Regions from separate parts of the Zea mays genome. Here region 2 is linked to region 1. The links are chromatin contacts, called in public Hi-C maps. All regions are on one chromosome and are shown on one strand. Each heading gives the region's core, a stretch centred on a gene start, on an enhancer-like site or on the middle of the called end of the contact. The rest is flanking DNA. Distances are from core to core; before and after follow the strand shown. Region 1 has its middle 8.5 kb from the start of LOC100383181. Region 2 has its middle 130 kb from the start of LOC118477088.

Region 1 (2,943 bases), core at 23-2,522:
CTTTTAGAAAAAAAGGTAAGAAATACTTGCGATGTGAAACGAAGAGAGTAGGAAGAATAACTACACTTTTTTTTTGCTAAAAATTGGACCACGGTGTATCACCAGCACCTTAAGTACCCTAGAAATGAGAGTGATTGAAGTGGATTAATATGTGTTTAGTTGAATGTATAAGAAGGAATGAAAGAAGGCGGCCATAATTTCTATAATGTTTAGATTAGAGTCACATAGTGACGAGGTAAATACCAGAGTAATTTTTTGTGACAACATGATCCTAAAAAATCGAGGGATGATATTACCCCACCTCGTCCTAGTTTAACCTTAAATCTACATTGTGAGAGTTTTTAATCTATTAAGGATTTATATACTCTTCAATCCTTTTAAACTACTTAAATGCTAGAGTACTCACTCAAACGGGACAGGGACGGCAGCACCCCTGGCATGGGGCAGTGCTCGCTGCTCGGTGGCTAGTGACGAGAGAAAAAAAGGCCCACAGGCTGTGGACGAGAGAACGAGATACCCACAGGGGTGGGGCGGGGCGGGGGAGCACACAAGGCCCATGCCTAACACAGTAGGAAGTGTAGGGTAGGGCTCGCTTCTCATCGGTTTGGTTCCCACTGCATTCACTGAGCCCCATCAGTGCATGGTCTGTACCTGTATTGTACCCAGTGAGCCAAACGGCCAGCCACACGGGACATTCCGATCGCTCCATTATTCTCTCGAGGCCATGCATGGCTCACCAATCATCACGGTCCACCACATTCATCAGTAGGTAGAGCCTAGAACAAACGGCAGCATCACCATTTGCGCAGCAGCACTCGATCGAGTCGAATGGGACAGGACAATGCAGTGCGATGCAGGGGTCGTAGTAGTAGCAGCAACAGTGCCCTACGCGCACGCGAGGGCGCAGGGCCGGCCATGCATGCGGCATGGCATGCCCCTGCCACGTACTCTGGTGTATGTATGCCGTGCAGACACAGTGACATGGGGCGTCGTGTCGTGTGGGCGGCAGCAAACCGACGGCAACTGCCATCGCTGTGCATAAATGCACATCTCAGAGGATATTTATAACTTTTATAGTAAACCTATTTAAACGTGTGCAGATATTAATATTGTTTTGTTTTCCTTCTAAAAATCTAGTCAAGTTTAAAAAATATTTAACTCTACAAAATACGACACACACACACACACGATACTTTCAGATCATCGAGGGAGTACGTACGTATGTACTATTTCATAGTGCAGGTGCAGCTACAGTACACACATCAACACCCAACGCTGCCCAGCAGTCTGAACGAGTATGCAATCGTTGGCATCAAAAAGTTGGAAACCCAGCCAGGGCCTGCCCCGGCCCGCCTCAGTATTTCTCTTCTTTTCTTTCCTTTCCGTTTTCTTTTTTTATTCAACAAATGCTCACCTCTCTCTACCTAGCACTAAGTCTTACCAAAAAAAAACACGACGCATCGTTTTCATCCTTTACAGTGGTACCGGTTGTTATTTGTAGTAGTAATGAACAAGGGTCGCCTTTGGCAAACAACCACGCGAAGATGAAAAAGCTACAGAACTTGTCAAGATTTTTCAGTAGTAATGCTTCATTCTGCGTGGTGAGATTGAGAACTCCCATTCCTTCATGCTTTTTTTGGTCAACAAGCAATCTGCCAGGCTTGCTTGTGGTGGTTTCCTTTACATGCAAATCAGCTCCCCTCCATAAAAAATATTTTCTAAATTTTTCAATTTATTTGAACACCGAGCTGGGGAGCTTGAGGGTGTACATATAAAAGGTGGGTAGTGATGAGAAAATTGCATTGACCATCTATAGCCTGCCAGCTGAAGATCGGTATATTGAGGTTGACGACAGACGTCGTTCAATCCGCTGGAGAAAACGCCTCAAGAGTCGGTTTATTTAGACTCGTGGGCAACCTAAGATATATGAAGAGAAAAGTCCCAGTTTGACCATTAAAGGTTTTTGATAGTGTCGGGTGTGATTATTAGGGGTGTCCAGATTAAACCCTCAAAACACGCTCGGAAAGTTCTCTCTGCCCAGACATGTCCCCCGAGAGCAAGGAACCAGATCCGCGCCTCGCCTAAGGTCCTCATCAGGGGTCTTCCCCAAAGAGGCACCGTCTCGACCGAGCCCCCTCCCGGAGGGTCCTTCAAAGTCTCCAACTCGCCCAAGTTCGATCCCGAGTAAGCAACATGTTCGGGCAGATCTCCGCCTCACCCGAGCCTCTCACGCCTCAGGTCCCCCATCTCCGCCTAGCCCTAGGATACCTCACCCTAGGACCGCAAAATCCGCCTCGCCTGAACTCGTCTTAGGCGACAAAGACAAGGCGTGTCCGAGGGCCAACAGGGGACACCCGCATTCAATGCACATACCTACCCTACACGACGCTACAGGTGCACAGCGACAACAAGACTGCGGTCATGTCCAAGGCCAACAACATGATTACGCATGCGCCACTGTGCGCGCACGCCGCCTGCCATCCCATGACGTGGCATCCAATACGACAGAAGGGCAGACCGATCCTCGGGCGCAAGATCCACCTCGCCCGACACTGAGCTTGACCTCAAATACCATTTCCGCCTCGCCCGACCTTGGCCTCTGCTACCTGCTCCACCACAAATCCCATAGAAGGCCACTCTGTCGACTATGGCGCACGTCAGAAAGGATTCGGTCGTCACCTCGGGAAGACTTCCGCCCCGCCCAAGCTTGGCTCTAGACTCGATATCCTCGACAAAGGACACCCTAATGTCATCAAATACAGGAGCGCTGACGCACCTCGTAAGCGGCTTTTTCCATACCTATACCCTGTTACAACCACTATGGTATGGGCGACCCCTCTCCTAGGGGACTCAAGTGTGTCGCCGACCCCTCGACCTCGGCCTCGGCTCTCAGCAAGGAACCAGTGGATTCAAGTCAACAACACAGTGCAAGGCCATACCAGT
Region 2 (3,038 bases), core at 152-2,651, 250 kb before region 1:
TAAACAAAATGAAAACTATATAATCACTAACAATTTACTAAACACTAACTATATGTTAAATAACTTAAAGAACATGCCCCGAGCTTAAGTCTGATTCCTCTGTTTAGCTTGTTTGGGTTGCTCTGATCTGTGATCGAATAGCGGGGCGTTTGAAAGTTTCGATCTCGGCAACTACTTGGGCAACAACCAGTTACCTATTTCAGAGAAGTGAGTTTCTGATTCTTATATTTTGGTTATTCGGTGCAACTACCGGTGGGATGTCCATGGTTGCTTACTAGCTCATGTTGGTTTTTCAGGTTCTCTCTCTATGTGATCATCCAGCTCTCCTGGACAAAAGTGAAACTCATGCTTTGTACAGGTACATGAAAGATAAGCACAAGTAAATCAATGCTAAATTGGTTAGTTGACTTTAATACTATGTACTAGGCCATACGCTTAGTAATAATCTAAAATGTCAACAACCAACTTCATGTATCAGTCATTTATAAGTGTTTTTAGAGCTATGCCAGTATGTAAGAGACAAGTATAAGAAGGAAACTGCTCAGCATAACTATTTATCTGCCTGCTTATGTTTTGGGGACAAAAGTACTTGTTTAATCTTTTAGAAACCTTTTCTGTCGTGATGCACACATGATGCTATGGTTAATCAGACTACTCAATTTAAGTTGATCTGAGGAGTCAAGATTTAATGAAACGGCGAGCGCGGTGGGGAATACCTTCTGAGTTCTGCGCGGCGGGGAACGGCGAGCGCGACAGGGAACGGCGAGCGCGGTCGCTGAGCTCGCTGCGCGGTGGCCGGAGCTCGGTGGCCGGGACAGGGCGCGCGCGCGGCCGGGACAGGGCGTGCGCGGGCGGCCGGAACAGGGCGCGCAGGCGCGCGCGGCGGCCGCGCCCGGTATGGTGGCGGTGGCTTGCGGACGACGAGCGCGGCGTTGGCTAGCGGCGACAATGGCGACCGGCGGCTAACGGGCAAACAGAGAAGAAACAGAGAAGAAATGGAGACCCCGAGCTTAAGTCCTAGCTCGGCGCCAAGATCTGTGGCGCCGAGCTAGGCGCCACGCGGACGGCCACGTCAGCGCTGCCAGCCTTGGCCACGTCATAGCTCGGCGCCACAGCCTGTGGCGCCGAGCTGTGTTAGCTCGGCGCCACAGGCTGTGGCGCCGAGCTAAGGGTCCAAAACTGAGTTTAAAATTTTTTTAGGTCTAAACGTGATTTTACTTCGATTTAAGGGCTAAAATACAAAAAATTCGGCCGAGCGCCCGTTGGGTGGCCCCTTGACCTTTTCCCCGGCCGACGCGGAAGGGCCCGCGACTGCGACTGGTGGGGGTGGGGGGAGGCCCCGCCCCACCGAATCACTCAGGATCCTCTGCGGCCGGCGCAGCTGCTGCGCACGGGCTCGCGAGCACACCTGCTCCCTCCCCCGTCGACACGTGGCTCCACCCAGCCGTGTGAACGGCGTAAATGGGCGGGGGCCCGGGCGGGTGCGCGGCTCCGTCAGGGTGGTTGGCACGTGGGGCAAACAAAAGCCCACCACCGCCAAAAGCGACCGGGCAGGTGCCGCCTGCTATGACCGGTGGGGCCCTAGTGCCAGTCAGCGCGGGGGCAGGTGCAAGGCGGGATCGGGGCGACGTGTCGCCGTTCCCACCGCATGCGTGCGGCCGTGGATGGAGGGCGTGCACGCCGGGTTTTTTGCCTGATTTTTTTTTTCTCTCTCGCCCCTCCTGCCTTTCCAGCCCGCTGCGGCCTTCGCTCGTTCACGTGCAATTGCGTTCCCATGTCTCAGCTTCTTCGGTACCGAAAAGAATCCCAGTTATATAAGTCAAATAACAGTTCAAATATTACATATATGATTAAGTTTTTTAGTAAATTATATTCATGGTTTTATTTTAAGTTAATTTATTTTAAACTTACATTTCATGATAAATCTGACGATACTTATTTAATATATATTTATATGTTTTTTATTTCTAATTAGTTAAATTTACGCTGCTACTGTTTTAGAATTACACTCCTGCTAGACAGAGATATAATCGCTAGTTTGCTACAGGCACACACCATTAATCTTCTTCATGTTATCGATAAACATTTGGTGGCTAAAATAATTTTCGGCAGCCTTTCCAAGACCGTTAAAAAACTTTAATTTCGACAGCCAGTTGCCAACCACCGAAAATAAAAGCTATAAATTAAGCATCTTTCTTTCCTTGGCGCTCTTTCTTTCTCGCGCTTGCGCCCGTCTCCTCCAAGCTTGCGTCCGCTAGCCACCGTCCTTCCACCTCGCTTCGCTGCCCCATATCCGTGCCCCGCCTCTCGGCGTCCCAGACGCCTTCTATTGCTCCTTAACCACCCATAGCCCAACCCCCGCATGCCCACTCATGCCCTTTCGTCTCCACGCGCCTAGTATTGATAATGTATTCCCGCCCATACCCATCTGTCTTTGCTCACTTGGGCACTCCATCCGTCAATGAAAAATATATGCGACTTGGTCCTGCAAAGAATTATATAATTTTTAATATTATGTTGGTACATTAACAAAAACTATGCATCATCCTTTTCAGATCGACACGTCTCACGTGCGTCATACACGTGAGATTTGTCGGTCCAGAGTTGTCCCTTATTTGGATAGCCTCCAAGTGACCGATATATTATGATACTAATGACAAGCTATATGATTCGAACAAAATTTGGATGGCGCCATCTACACTATTCTTCGCTGCACCATATTCGGGCGTGCAGGTGGACAACAACAGGGTTATGCTGTCAAAATGTTGCTCGAACCACATTGGCTCATCATAATTCCGCATTGTGTCGGTTACTTTTGGGTGGGTTTAGTACATATCCTTACCTATAGATAATGTAAAACACTCATCATATTATAACTTCATTTATTTTATAGCCTCAAATATGGATGGGGATCACTGGTATGTATGATGGTTGGAATAAAACTCAGACTGACTCAACTGAATGGATCACTAAGACTAACAATTTTATCAATCATGCCACATCTTTGTCGACTATCAATAAGATCTAATGTTTCATGC

The links. Hi-C and Micro-C count contacts between places; a contact is called where the count stands out from the background.
Region 2: a contact with region 1 is called in a Hi-C map of leaf, with 4 times the contacts expected there. The contact joins two enhancer-like sites. A contact is called at or near these places in 7 of 25 Hi-C or Micro-C datasets (bundle sheath, ear, leaf and 2 more).

Annotation. Positions count from the first base shown.
Region 1 is chr4:219,153,465-219,156,407 of Zm-B73-REFERENCE-NAM-5.0, reverse strand. No RefSeq gene overlaps it. Among protein-coding and RNA genes, the nearest start is that of LOC100383181, 8.5 kb to the right of the region's middle. Within about 2 kb of position 1,272, at least 17 of the 20 cell types and tissues checked have an H3K27ac peak or open chromatin away from gene starts, as enhancers often do. A contact at or near this core is called in bundle sheath, ear, leaf and 2 more, where this site is marked.
Region 2 is chr4:219,404,019-219,407,056 of Zm-B73-REFERENCE-NAM-5.0, reverse strand. No RefSeq gene overlaps it. Among protein-coding and RNA genes, the nearest start is that of LOC118477088, 130 kb to the left of the region's middle. Within about 2 kb of position 1,401, at least 17 of the 20 cell types and tissues checked have an H3K27ac peak or open chromatin away from gene starts, as enhancers often do. A contact at or near this core is called in bundle sheath, ear, leaf and 2 more, where this site is marked.